2 separate regions of the Triticum aestivum genome follow, and region 2 is linked to region 1. The links are chromatin contacts, called in public Hi-C maps. All regions are on one chromosome and are shown on one strand. Each heading gives the region's core, a stretch centred on a gene start, on an enhancer-like site or on the middle of the called end of the contact. The rest is flanking DNA. Distances are from core to core; before and after follow the strand shown.

Region 1 (7,542 bases), core at 1,458-3,957:
CCAGATTCAAAGAAGTGTTTTCTCTGCTGGTGCATATGGTTAAGCCCAGCCTGAAGTCTAGGATTGTTGCTATTGTTCCTCTATAGCCTAGGCCTAAAACTCTAGGGTTTTCGGATTTCATTCCCCCCTCCCCCCTCTCTCTCTCCTTTGTAATTATGTAACTGTACTTAGGTTTGTTGGCCTTTGATGTATGTCAGTAGGAGCATGGTATAGTAAATCATGGTAGATACACCATTGTCACGCCAAATCCGCTTTGATGCGTTGTGCACTATCACCATATACATGTATGAATAGCTCGGTGATTAGTCTAACAATTCTTCTACGCACTTAGCTAGTCTCCCCTCCTTGGAAGGCTGGAAGTTTCAGGGTTGACCCCACAGATTATATTTCTGCCTCTGCCATAGGCTGTCGGCCTTCCCAAGGTTCATCGAGTTGCACTCACTTTCATGTGACATGTTCCTTGAGTAAAGCACCTCGATGAAGGTTGGCAACGGCGGCTGCTTGGCTAGCACCATTTAACTTGTGGCAATGTGTCCTTGGATGTGAGCGTGCCAATGTGACTCATCCTTGTTGCTGTGAGAGTAGTTCTCCTTAATTGTTTTGGCAGTCACATCAATATTCATATTATATCAGAGATCTCAATGGAGACCAAGGTAGCCAAGAAAGGATGATTTGATCATATTGTTTCCATTTGGATTTGGGTAAGATGGGCAAGTGTGTTTGGCATGAACCTTGAAAGCATGTTTACCAAGCGTAACGAAGAAAAGCTTGGTGATGGAGTGGTATAGTCGGCTTTTGCCCATAGTTGAGAAAATAGGAAGGGCGGTCTGCACTGTTCCTTCTGCTATGCAAACCGATACCATCCTGTCCACATCACCAGCAGTTATAAATATACACATGGTTGTCATAATTTTATCTTTAGTATTCTGGATAGCTCTTTTATGTTTTACTCATTCCTAGCCCGAAGATGGTAGACATAGCTCATACAGCAGTATCTTATTTGATATTTTGTGTTACCTGCAAAACACTCATCATGTCCTGAAACTCAAATATATATATTGTGAACCAACTTTCATGACAATGCTGCTCTGTGAGTATAACACTGTAAACTTATGCTAATCCAATGTTTTCTGTAGGTCACTACAACGAGCTCTGGATAATAAGCTCTATCTTCTCCTGTATGGCAAAACTTTTGGGGCTCCTGATGGCAAGCCTGTTTGGCATTTTCCAGAAAAAGTTTATGAAAATGAAGACTCTTTGCGTTTGGTATGCACTTCCTAAAAAAGCCTTCTAATTTTTATTAGATGATCCATGCTTTAGTTCACTTCCAGTTTATTTCCTTGTACTCCCTCCGTTTCTTTTTACTCCGCATATAAGATTTGGTCAAAGTCAAACTACACAAAGTTTGACCAAATTTATATAAAAAAATATGAACATCTAGAATATTAAAACTATATAGTATGAAAATACATTTCGTGGTGCATCTGATAATGTTGATTTCATATTGTCAATGTTTATATGTTTTAATATAAAGTTAGTCAAACTTTACAAAGCTTGACTTTGACCAAACCTTATATGCAGACTAAAAAGAAACGGAGGGAGTATTATTTGATAAATTTCTGGTAGTATAAAATTGTAGTTTCATAGTATCATGCGTATTCATATTGTGTGTATTTGATTTCAGTGTGCCGAGTCAGCCCTAAAATCTGTTCTCGGCGGGCTCGACAATACATATTTTGTTGGCAACGCTCCAATGGCTCACATGGTAACTGAACAAAAAGAGGATTCCACTGTTTCACCATTCAAGGTATTTCTTGGTTCACCATTTTTTCTTCTTCTACTAGTACTAGAATACACATAGGACGGGTATCATTGATTAAAAGAAGACTTGTTTGCATTTTGTCAAGCAATCGGCATATTAGTTTTGATGCAGTGTCACCCGATGGTCTCTTAATCCTGTTATATGCATCTAGCAGCGGTTCTTCTTCAAGTCGCAAGTGATCGGCACCACGCATTTGGACATCAGGAGGTGCGAGGACCACGCGTGGGTGACCAAAGCTGAGTTGCTGGAATATTTTCCGGAGCACAAGGATCTCTTGAACAAGATGATCATTCACGTAAGATAGATGATAGCTTTAATCTGTCGGGGGCGGCGACGAAGCGGAGGCCATCTGAACATGGAGCGCTGCTTGTCCTGTGTACCGGTTTCCAGCCACCACCATCTGGGCCGCAAGCGTTTGTCGAAAGAGTGAAACCCCAGAATTTGTTGTTTGCATTTTTAGACAAAAAAAAAATGCACGCTAGCTTAAGCTTTACTACAGGCTCTTCTCCCGTCACATGCTATACCTGCTATTTTTTTGGGTGAAATAATTGATGGGGTGCAAGTCTGTTGTCCCTATTTCCTGACGTTTGTGACCGGTCAACTTAACCAACGCAAAGGCGCTTGAATTGAACGTGTAATGTCTATTTTCAAGTTTCTGCAGTTCTGAAACCCTATGATTCCTGCCGCTGAAGCACTAGTATTTTTTGACTTTGACCTATCTTCATTTCTCTCTTCACAACATGGACCAAAAGGAGACGAGAACACAATCTTGTTGATGCGTATGACTACAAATTGGCGCAAGTCATAGGAATTTTCCCTTGTGCGTTGAAACTCTTGAGATCTGCTGCAGGGAAACAGGTGTGCTCGCCATGGCCTTTGGAGTAGAAAATTATGCGTGTGCTGGAGAGCGCCCCATGCAGAGCAGCACGTGTCGCGCCACGGCAGCTCCACAGCACACCGCTCGGGACTCTCACCTGCCGACAGGGACCTCCGGCTTCTTCCTTTTCCTTCTTCCCTTTCTCTGGGTTTCAAGCTCTGGTTCGTTCTCGTCAGGCTCAGGGGTCAGGGCAAGAGGAAGCAACTGGTTGGCTGGCTGCTGCTGATCCATGAACGTCCCGGTGGGCTTCATCGCCAAGCTCTGGAGCCTCGTGTCATTCTTGCCCTTCTTCGTCCTCCTCCTGCTGCTCGGCTCCGCCAAAGGTAACCAACCAACACCATCCCCGCCTCCCCCTGTCCTCTAATGTCCGAGGCGGTTACCGCTGCCTTGTCCTCCAAGTCGGAGTAGTATTCGTTGTGTTCATGATACTTGATACCCATCCTGACGATGGCTGAGAAAGTGTGCGTGTTTCTTTTTATTTGCAGCTCTTTTGATCGGCCCGGTCGTCGCGGCCATCGTTTTCCTCGGCGATTCAGCCGTCATCATCGGCCTGTGGCCTGCGCATTTCGTCTGGACGTACTGCTGCGTGCTAGCGTATGCCGACTTACTTTCCCCACATTTTTTATTCGTTTATTCATTACATGTGTATAAAATGCCAGCCGAGCCACACACCAAAACACCGCGGCGAGGCCTGGGGCCGGAAGGGAAAGGGGAAGGGATAGGGTAGGAGCAATGTATGTGCTGCCAGTGTGTCTTCATCCTCCTCTCCCCTCCCTAAGATGTATGTCTTCTCAAGTGCTCATCGTTTTTTCCCTTCCCCTTCAATGCTTGTACAGGACATCTGTGCAGATGGGCCGCAGGAGATCGAAGGCGTACTCGCCAGTGCCTGTTCCCGAGGACACCGATTGTGAGCACGGCGCTCAACTCCATCATGCCCTTGCGGGGTGCTGGAATCCTCTCATCAAAGGTGTGCTCGCTTGTATCGGCAAGGAGGATCTGTGCAAGTTAAAAGTTAAAAGTGTTAGGAACAACAACCGCATTTTCCCCATGGCTCTCATTAGGATAGATCCAACCAACAGCCGCAATTCTAGGAAAGTAGCCAAAGCTATAGGGCACCCCCCATGTCCATCATCATGGTTCTTGGATCTATCCTAAAAATGGGAACCATGCTGAAAATGCGGTTATTGTTCCCTAGCACTTTTAAACTTGAACAGATCCTCCACGCCGGTACCAACAAACACACCTTTGATGACAAAGAGGATTCCAGTACCCCACAAGTGCAGCATGATGGAGTTGAAGTAACGCCGTGTTCACAACTGGTGTCCTCTTCATGGAAGAAGGAGCTCCATTGGGAGCAGGTACTGGCGAGTACGCCTTTGATCGCCCACGGCCCATCTCCACGGATGTCCTGTACAAGCATTGAAGGGGAAGGGAAATGGATGAGCACTTGAGGAAACTATATCTTAGGAGGAGAAGAAGATCGAGGATGAACACATTAGCAGCACATACCTTGCTCCCACACTATCCCTTCCCCTTCCGGCCCCAGGCCTCGCTGCAGTGTTTTGGTGTGTGGCTGCAGCGCTTGGTCCAGACCGGGCATTTTATACACATGTGCCACAACCCGATGTGCTCGGTTCAGGAATTAATGGCCTGGATTAGGCTGAAACCGTTTTGTATTGTTCATCGCATATGGGCACCCAGGCGGTCTACGTTTTCTAGAGAAAACCGTTACATGCTGCTACACCACACTTTGCCACTACATCTTCAGTTTTTTTCATCATGCCGACTCCCCCCCACATTTTTCTCTTTAATGCCTGCACGCCTAAACAAATTTAAATTCCTAAACGAGTTAAAATTTGCTGGATAAGTTTGAGTGAAACGTTGTGTTGGTCGTATGTGATCAAACTATTCTGCAAACTCTGGTTTGTAGCACGAAGCGAATTGGGCCGGTTCTGAAGATCCTTGCCGTGGTATTCCTGCCACTGCCGTTGCTCCTGTTGCCGGTGCTTGGCATTGTAGGGAGCCTTCTGGTTGGTATCGGTTATGGAGTGTTCACTCCCCTCATGGCGACTTTTGAGGCTGTTGGCGAGGGTGTCGCGGACAAGCTCTCTCATTGCTTTTTGGTACGTACGTGCTGCTGAAACTTGGAATGTGGATTTGGTTCATTAAGTTTTCTGGATGTACTACCCCGACTTCAAAATGAGGACATGCATGTTTTTCAAGATTTAATTTTGACCATCAACGTTATACCAGTGGACACAAATTTGATGGTATAATTTTTGTGGCACAAAATCCAAAATTTATTGGTTAAATTCATGTTTGAACTTGAATTTTGAAAAGCGTGTGTGCCTTCTTTTCCGAGTCTGAGGGAGTACTACAAATCAAAATAATGCGTCCAATTAACGGAGTAATGCTATGTCACAGGATGGTACTGCTAGCACAATAAGGGGAGCTTGTATGGTGGTGCGTGATGTTACCGACTTCTGCTTCCACTCATACTTCTCCTTCATGGACGAGCTTTCCGAGAAAATGGGGGATGACGAAGAACCTACTGACATCAAGTATATGACATGTTAAATATTCATGTCGTCAAAATGGAGAATCGGGTCCTAATTATGCACTCACCTTGAAACATCCTCTAGCACTAATACATTCTGCTTGTCTTCTATGATTGAAGGTTGTCTTATCTACCGCGGAGCTTCCTTGTTGCGCTGGTTGCCGTTCCTCTGGATGTATTGATGATTACTGGGGTGGCATTGTGGAAAAGCCCCTGCATGTTGTTGAAAGGATGGCAAAGACTCTGCGAGGATCTAGTAGGGAGGGAAGGGCCTTTTCTAGAGACTGTTTGTGTCCCTTTCGCTGGTTTGGCCATTATATTGTGGCCGCTTGCCGTCATTGCAGGAGTGATTGCATCATTTCTTAGCAGCTTCTTCTTTGGCCTCCATGCTGGATTAATTGCTTATCAGGTCTTTTATTGTTAAATAATAGTGAACCTCTTTCGACTCACTTGAACCACTACTTATACATCTCTGTAATCGTGTGCAGGAGGCTTCATTTCAAATGGGGCTATCATACATGATCTCTGCAGTAGCATTGTATGATGAATACACAAATGATCTTCTTTATTTGAGAGAAGGTTCTTGTTTGCCAAGGTGTGATTTAGCAGTTATTTTTACTGCGATTATGGCTTCATATGTTAGAAGTTTGTTAGTACTTAGTTGCATGACCTCCTTTTTCCATGCATAGCAATATTTTTAGAAGATCATGCATAGCAATTATTCTACTTGGCAGTAAACTACTTCCAATAGACAGGCCCAAGTACCGGAAAGCGGGTTCTGCGAAGTATGAGACCGGCCGCAACAAAGATGAGCACAACGTTACAGCTGCATCTGCAGAGAAGCAACATCAAGGCCAGCGTAAGCATAGGAGGGTTCTACACCGGTCAAAGACATTCATGGAAACTATCCAAAGACTAAGACCCATTCAAGTACATGAACATCTCGTCGTCTTCAATGATCTATACGATTATATCTCTGCTCTAACAGCTAAGATTAACCATTCTCTCGACGACTGAACTTGCACAGATATGGGATTGGCTCTTCCGATCTTGCGAGATAAATGGGAGGATATTACTGAGCGAGGGACTGATAAGCTCTGAAGATATAGAGGAATTTATAACCAAAGGAAAGGGAAAGAAGCTGAGCATAAAACTACCTGCCTGGTGCATCCTTCACTGTCTGATACGATCCGCGAAACACGACACGCACGGTTTGCTCATATGTATGCATGATGCCCTGGCAGCCTTAGCATAACATTAAGGAATTTAAAACTTCATGGTTCATGGTTACCATTTCCTTGTTGGTTGCAGCTGATGACGTTGAGGTGACCAACTTCAATTGGCCAAAGGACAAGGTGTTCGACTGGATGCTCGGACCACTGCTGGTTCTGAAGGAGCAGATGAAGAAACTGGAGCTCACCGAAGACGAGGAGCTGTGCTTGCAGAAGCTCATCATGACGAACGCGAACGAAAAACCGTCGGATTGGGACGACTGCGGTTTCCCGTCAAGCGACGGCGTGAAGAGAGCTCAGCTACAGGCGATCATCAGAAGGTGTCTTTTTCTATACACCCTTCCAACTTTGCCACAGTCAACTCCCAAATATAAATTTGAAACAGCTACAGAATGAGTAACATATTCATCAATCAACAGGTTGCAAGGGATCGTGGCCAATATGTCCCGGATACCGAGCTTCAGGAGACGGTTCATGAGCCTGGCCAGGGCACTGTACCTGGAGGCGATCGACGCGGGCACCATCGACGGGTCGCGGAAGGTGGAGCGCAAGGTCAAGGCTGACATCGCCTCCGAGGAACTTCAGAGCAGAGATGTCGGAGATACGAAGGGTTCATCGAATGGGACGTCTGTGGACGTTGACATGGTCTGATGTTGTTGTGCTGTGCAAACATATTCTTTTGCAGAACTCTCTACCTGCTGCGATGTGCATTAGTTGTTTTATTAGACGTTGGTAACACGGATCACGCAACGCGTGGACACGATGGATGACTGTGCCTGCTGGGATCAGATTGCTCTGTTTCTTTTTATTCTGCTGCGGGTCCAGGGTAGAAATGGTGAAAGCTGAGAGAGTGAATGTGTCTTTGTCCTTTTTTTAAACGGAGGCAAAAGATTTGCCTCATCTATTAAATGAGAGAAGAATAGAGTTTAAGTCGGTTACAGGTTCTCACCCCACACGGCATGGCAATTACTTGCTTAATACAATTTTTCCTAGTTTCTTAGCACCGGCGGTAACCCAAAGGCACTATTTTGAGGAGGATCAGGGGTGGCGCGCT
Region 2 (7,542 bases), core at 3,410-5,909, 250 kb before region 1:
CAAGTCAAGACAGCACAGGGTAACAGAGCAAAGAACTAGATACTACATGATGGTGAAAGTTCAGTTAGCAAACCTTCTCCAAGGCCAAAGCAAGCTTCGACAATTTTGTGTATGTTCCTTTTGGATCCAACAAAATCTGTCAACACAGAACTAGTGTAAGACTCCTTTTGAAGCAACACCAATGCAACACGGAATGAAGGTATAACCTTCTGCGAGTACATACATTATAGACATTGGATCACTAATAGAAACTTTAGAAGTGGATTCAAAGGGAAAATTCATCACCTCACAAAGCCTTTGAAGTGTAAACGGAGGACCCTCTTCAAACCTCAAGAGAGCTGCGGAAATGTACAAACAAAATGATCACAGATATAGCATGGTCCACAGAAAGTACATCAGATATCACCTCTTAACATCTATATTGAAGTTGAACCAACAAATGTCCAAGGTCTTCTATGAACTCAAGTGGAGATCCACTTCTAAGGCTCCATTATGATTGTTTCGAGTGTGCAAATCTCAGTAGAATCACACTAGGACATTTTGGAGATCCACTTCTAAGGCTAGCTATTTTTTTAACAGAAAATAAAGTTATATCTGAAACAATAAAACAAACAACAACAAAGCCCTTAGTCACAAACAAGTTGGGGCAGGCCAAAGAACTGCCAAAGAATTTATTTTAACCTAAATATGATTAGCCAAAGAACTGCCAGAGAAGTTTGTCCACATCAGCTTTGAAAATAAACACATCACACTGAGACCAAACTGAGTCTAGGTGTCCAGTGGAAAAAACATACTCCCTCCGTCCGGAAATACTTGTCGGAGAAATGGATGTATCTAGACATATTTTAGTCCTAGATACATCGATTTTTATCCATTTGTGCGACAAGTAATTCCGGACGGAGGGAGTACAATTGAACTCTAGCAACGTGCCATACCCACAAGCAATTCAAAACCCATCTAATGCTGCCCTTATTTTAACTGCGCGACATAATTCCAAAGTATAAGATAGAAAAACATGTCAGGGATTTCTGAAACAACACGCCAACAATTTCAGTAACATAACTGAAATTTCCCAAACATGCTCTCTTATTCATGTTCTTAGAAGTAGATGTCCAGCAGTATATTTGTGCCTGGACTGCAATGACATAAAAGTGTCCAATTCATATTCTTAAAGGTCAACATGAATTGCGCCTGGATTATGAACCATACTGAATTTAATAAGCTGAACTTAGTGAGAGGACACAAGGAGTCTGGGACCATATGAGATTATAAGGGTTTGAGAATTACATATACGTATCATACAATATAGAGAATTTTGTTAAAACTTTAACATCATAACAGCAACAAATTAAGACTCGAGACAAATTATCTTTGGTAGAAACTGAGACAAACTGAAGACTCATAACAGTACCATCATTGAGCTGGCTAAACAGCTCTGAGTGCGTCTCTCTAAACAAGGAATTCTGTTGCTGCCCGTCCTCTCGGATCACCATTTGAGCCTCAGAATATTCACCCAAGACCTTGATGTGTGAAATGATGGAAATCAGTTTAGAAGGTAAGTTAAGCTACTATAATCTGATGAACATAGCCAATACTACGATCTAGAAACAATGTGAAACTTTTTGATGCCATACCTCCCCATACCTGCATCAATTGGAGAGACAACAATCTCTTGAGAAAACTCCAGTCGTGCCTGTAAGACGGAAGTTAATCCCAAGGACAAGAGTAGAAGTAATCCCACTATAGTAATTTTGTCCAAATGCCCCTGACCATATCTCTTGAAAACAACACGTGAACAGCTAAATCAACCTAAAGTTTGGTTCACCTAGAAGAATAAAATCACTAAAAGTAGCACTAAGGGGGTTACTTCTTTTCAAATGATAGCTATTAACCCAATGAAACACATTTTATCCAAAGAGAAAACACATCAGGAAGAAAACTGAATTACAAATTGCAGACCTGAACACAAATATGAAGCATGAAGTTGCTTGCAACATTCAAGAACCTCTAATTAAGATTTAAAGTATGTAAATTCATCAGGGATTGGAATCTAGGGGGCAATGGATCCAGTATTATACCAGAACTTCCCCGTCTCAGCTATAACTTCGATGATGGCTCTCATTTCCTCAGGAGTAACATTGACAACTCCTTCATCATCCCTATATAATGAAATACATTTTTCAAATGTTTAGAACCAAATAAAAAAACTGGATTCAGCAAATTGTGTATTTAAATATTAACAAGTTGAAATATCAAAATGTCTAGCTATGTTACTGCAATTTTAAGTCAATGAGTTTAAGATAAGAGTATATGTATGTGTTGCAAGAAAAAATAATTCCATCTTACAGTCATAGCATGAATTTTAAAGGCCAAATATATCACTGACTAGTTAAATAAACTTAACCCGATGCAGATCGAGTGTGAGAACATGAAAGGGGGGAAGGTATGTACTTGCTTGTTCTGTTATCTTGTGTCCAAACAGATTTTTATTTCTATATTTGAAATGCACTGAATATGCATTAGTGTGAACCATCTATACTTGTATGGGTGAGTGCTCATATTTTCCTCACACATACAATCTGTCTTGATATAACATATAAGTGAACACTCTCCCACCTCCCGTGTGAGTGAGGTGAGAGAAAATGCCTATATATGGTTCCTCGAAGAAAAGAAGATGCACACATCTCTGCACTCATAAACATTTAATGCAATTTCTATGTTTGTTGAAATCAGAAGCAATATGGAATTACGAACTTGGTTCTATTCAAGCATATCACCAACTTGGCAACAAGCTGACAGCGATCACAATGAATATACAACATCACCAATACAGTATTGATATGGCATGGGAAAAGACAGCGATCACAATGTAGTGATGTAATAGATCTAAACAAACTACAAATTCTAGGGAAATACAGGGTTGGATAAACATTTGAATGCAAACCATACAGAAAAGAAAGTGAGAATGACCCCAAAGAAAAGGCATAGCCATGGGGTGATGTGATAGTGCGAGTCTGCAAGAGAAAAGAAGTGATTGCGTGTTTAATGGACGGGAAAATGTGTGTCGCCACAATGGTTGTTGGATTCTTATTTCACCATTCTTTAACTTTACTTGCATTCAGGTTAGCTGGTATGCACAAGCATCTACCTGGCCTCGCTTCAAGCTCATACGAACAACCAATGCAGCAATAGCCACGCGTCACACATCCCTCAGTGATACCCAATTATTGTCCAGGTAACATGGGCATCTTTATCCTCTGTACTCTACATCTCTACCCAAGTACCCATGCATGCACATATAAGTTTCACTACCTAACAATCATTGAAAGCTTCTCGTGAAAAGGAAAAGGACAATAATTAAAGCTAGATCTACAGAACCACAGTGGCCACATAAATTTGAATGGATTACCCGTGCTTCCTGTCCTGGGTAGCCGCATCCTCGATAGGATGATCCGCGTCAGCAGCTGCTTCAGTCGTCACCATGGGTGCTGCCACGCTGTCAGCACGCTGGTCTGCATCTACATCTGCTTCAGTCATCACCATGGGCGCTGCCACGGCGTCAGCACGCTGGTCTGTGTCGACAGCCTCCTCTGGAACCACCACAGGCACTGTTGAGCCCTCAACACGCTGGTCCGCGTTGACAGCTGTCTCTGGCACCACCATAGGCACTGTCGAGCCCTCGATATGCTGGTCTGCGTTGACAGCTGCCTCTGGCACCACCATGGGCGCTGTTGAGCCCTCGACATGCTGGTCCGTGTTGACAGCCGCCTCTGGCACCACCATGGGCACCGTCGAGCGCTCGACATGCTGCTCTGCGTCAACAGCCGCCTCTGGCACCACCATGGGCACCGTCGAACCATCCACATGCTGACCTGCATGGTCAGCCGCCTCCGGAGCCACCATGGGCACCGTCGAGTTCTCCGTCGCTGCACCCTCCATTCCCAACTCTTCCGGTAACTGCAGAATGGCAACAATTGTTAGACAAGAAATTCAGGTATTCACCACATCGTCCTGATTCCCTTAAACATCACTAATATTTCCACATCCTAGCTATCATAGGCAGTGACAGTCTCGTCATCTTCCCCGCATCTCCCATGGAAGCACCCCTTCCCCATCTCAAAATAAAGATTCATCTCAGCACTAACCGCCACATGCTAGCTCCCCTGCACCGCGCCCCCAACCCTAGCAAGCTCATGGCCACGACGTATCCGCGCCCGAACAGCATGTACCACCACCAATCACGCCCAAATCACGGAACGGACGACCGCATCGATGCAATGCTACGGCACCGAACCAGCACCCACGTAATATCCGGGACTCGAGCCTCCCCGTGCCCAATCAACAAACGCGGCAACAAGCACGCCCCCGATCCAAACCAGCAAAGGGAGGGCTCCGCGGAACCCGAAAGCCGGGAGAAGCGAGAACCAAGGAGTGCGGGAAGGGGGGGAAGGAGGGGCGCACCTAGGACCTCGCTTTCCTGCGGCGGGTGGCGGAGTGGTGGCCGGCGGGGCGAGCTCCGTGCGGCGGCCTGAGGAGCGGCGAGTGGGAGGCCGGCTGCGCGAGGGGCCTGCCTGGCTGGCCACCTGGCTAGGGTGGATCAGGACGAGAGAAGGTTGGGTGCGGCGGCTTCAGGAATCAGGAATCAGGATCGAACTATTACAAAACAAGTAATTAGCCACCATCCCTCCAAAAAAAAAAGTAGTTAACCACCTACGGCTTTCCACAGCGATCTGACGGCTGTTTCAACGTCCCAGATACCGTGAGCATCCCCGCACTGCGTAGCCTCCCGTCTTTTACGGTCAAGTCCAATGTAAGAGCATCTCTAACAGCCGGCTCCAGCGGGCGCGCAAAAAACGCGCGCGGGGCATATCTAGTTCAGCGCGCGGACCGAAACTTCATCGCGCGCCGCTTATTTGCTGCGCCCGCCCCCGCGCGCTCGCTCGCAACTCGACCCTCCCATCCAGCCGCGGCGCCGCCGCCGCCCGCGCCACCCGGCAACCGTTCCGGCGCTTCCCCGGCCTATCCCCGCGCCGCGGCGGCTTCCTCCGCCCCCCTCTAGTCACCGCCGCCCCTCGCGCGCATCCGTCCTCCGACGAACAGCGCCCGGGCGCTCGCTGCCGCTCGGCGCCCGCAAGGTGTTCGACAAAACGCCTACAAGGTATGTATTGCTCAAACTTCATGAATTTGATGCATATTGATTGTAGTTTTTATAGCATAGTATTGAACATTGTAGATGAATTCGTCGTATGATTCTTCCGAAGAAGAATTTGATATGGAAGAGGAGGAGGATCTTGCAATGATCCTAGCTATGCACATCAATAAAAAACCAAAGCACGGTGGTTCGGTTATGGATCGGCAGAAAATTTGGAGGGATAGGATCGATGCCCACAACAGATTAATCAGGCATTATTTTGCGAAGAATCCCACATACCCCGAGTCGTATTTTAGTCGCCGGTTTAGGATGAGCACCGAGTTGTTCATGCGCATTGCAGAGAAACTAGCGAGCCATGACCGATTTTTTCAACAAAGGAGGAATGCCGTCGGAGAGCTCGGGCATAGCACCTTTCAAAAGGTGACAACCGCTTTGCGTATGTTGGCATATGGTATCCCGGCTGATCTAGTTGATGATCACTTGGCTATGGGTGAGAGCCAAGCCATCATGTGTGTCAAGCGCTTCGCAGTCGGAATTGTGCAAGTGTTTGGCCAGGAGTATTTGAGATCTCCCAATGCTGAAGACGCCGCAAGGCCATTGGAGATGAACAAAGCTCGCGGCTTCCCTGGTATGCTTGGCTCAATAGATTGCATGCATTGGAGTTGGAAGAATTGTCCAAAGGCATGGAATGGGCAATTCCACGGCCAAAAAAGGGTTCCACTATAATCCTTGAAGCGGTGGCTGATCAAGAGACTTGGATTGGCATGCATTCTTTGGAATACCTGAATCTTTGAATGACATCAATGTTGTCAACCGGTCACCACTGATGAATAAGATTGCAAATGGTGATTTGCCACCGATGCAGTTTGTAGCAAATGGTCGTACATACAACTATGGCTATTATCTAGCGGATGGCATCTATCCAAAGTGGCAAACCTTTATGAAGCCGTTGAAAAAGCCGGAAGGTAAGAAAAATCTTGATTTCCACAATGCTCAGGCGGTGGCTAGAAAAGATGTGGAGAGAGCTTTTGGGATTTTGCAAGCCCAATTTGCTATTGTGAGAGGACCGGCTAGATTTTGGGATCAAAAAATGCTTTGGTACATCATGCACGCTTGTGTGATCATGCACAACATGATTATCGAGAATGAGCGTGGCCAAGATATAGACTACTCTCAGTATGAACTCTTGGGACATCCCGTGCGAGTGCGACGGAGGGTTGAAAGGGTGGCCCGTTTTGTTGCCTCCTATCATGCCATTCGACGTCCCGCGGTGCATGATGATCTTCAGAAGGATCTCATTGAGGAGTGGTGGGCATGGAATGGACGACAAAGAGCATCATGATTTGTGTGTTCGATATTGTATTGCTGAACTATTTGTTGTGTTATTGCACTATTTGTTGTATTGAATGATAAACTGTTTGTTTGAGTTGTAATAACGAAATTGAACTATTTATTGTTGATTTATTTTGTTTGTGTTTGATCTTTTTGCTTCTATTTTGGAATGCATATGTTGTTTGTGCGAGAGTCGCGCGCGCTGCATTTTTGCGCGCTGCAGGAGCTGCGCGCGCGCTGCATTTTAGCACGGCTGCTGGAGCCAGCGCTGCCCGCCGCGCAAACCAGGCGATGGGCGCGCGGCAAAATAGTTTTTAGCGCGCGGCGCGTTCGGTGGCTGTTGGAGATGCTCTAATCGGGCTGCTACTCCTCAGACCAACCTGGCCGAGAATCCTTGGGCCACGCGGGCACGAAGGGGTGACTCTTTTATCGGGCTATTTCTTTTTTTCGAGGGTATGCCAAAGGTGTACTTTAGCTTTATAGAAGAGAGAAAAATATGTACAAGAGATTACAATAGCGCTGGTTAAGAGTCACAATCCGACCCTAACCAAGCCTTCACTCCACTCCTCACGCTACTCTACTACTCAGATACAGGTTGTCCTCCAAACGCTCCTGCCGTGGCCCAAGTCCTCAAGTCGTCGAAGATCATGTCCATCGTATCCCACTCGTTCTTGATCTGGCCCGATCCGAACACCCTCGCGTTCCTCTGCTTCCATAAAGTCCAGTAGATAAGCATTACGAACGTGTCAAATCCTTTCCGAGTTTGCTTGTGTATTCACTTTCTGGCTTCTGACCACCATTGCACCAACCTAGAGTCATTTGCTGGGCATAGCTTCATCCTCAAGCCCATCCTAGCAATGCAACTAGACCACACTTGCCGCGAGAAAACACACTGCTGCAAAATGTGGTCGACCGTGTCTTCCTCCTGGTCACATAGATAGCATTTTGATGTTTGGTCTTGCAACCCATGTCTAGTCCTTCTATCTGACGTCCATAATCGATATTGTACTGCCAGCCACATGAAGATCTTACACACAAGAGGTGCCCAACATTTCCAG

The links. Hi-C and Micro-C count contacts between places; a contact is called where the count stands out from the background.
Region 2: a Hi-C map of leaf shows a contact between it and region 1, with 3 times the contacts expected there. The contact joins the promoter of LOC123164664 here to the promoter of LOC123165301 in region 1. A contact is called at or near these places in 2 of 5 Hi-C or Micro-C datasets (both in leaf).

The regions. Positions count from the first base shown.
Region 1 is chr7D:184,254,888-184,262,429 of IWGSC CS RefSeq v2.1, reverse strand. LOC123165301 reads left to right here and starts at 2,707. Exons shown (of 10, transcript XM_044582928.1): 1 at 2,707-3,022; 2 at 3,185-3,293; 3 at 4,630-4,822; 4 at 5,124-5,260; 5 at 5,377-5,665; 6 at 5,745-5,851; 7 at 6,012-6,186; 8 at 6,284-6,479; 9 at 6,568-6,808; 10 at 6,908-7,296. The coding sequence starts at 2,929. The coding sequence ends at 7,139. It overlaps LOC123165302 (39S ribosomal protein L46, mitochondrial), which reads left to right. Exons shown (of 6, transcript XM_044582929.1): 4 at 1,137-1,266; 5 at 1,685-1,807; 6 at 1,974-2,491. The coding sequence ends at 2,126.
Region 2 is chr7D:184,511,513-184,519,054 of IWGSC CS RefSeq v2.1, reverse strand. It overlaps LOC123164664 (serine/threonine-protein phosphatase 4 regulatory subunit 2), which reads right to left and starts at 4,659. Exons shown (of 8, transcript XM_044582210.1): 1 at 4,462-4,659; 2 at 3,410-3,957; 3 at 2,079-2,159; 4 at 1,645-1,693; 5 at 1,412-1,520; 6 at 286-338; 7 at 74-136. The coding sequence starts at 3,939.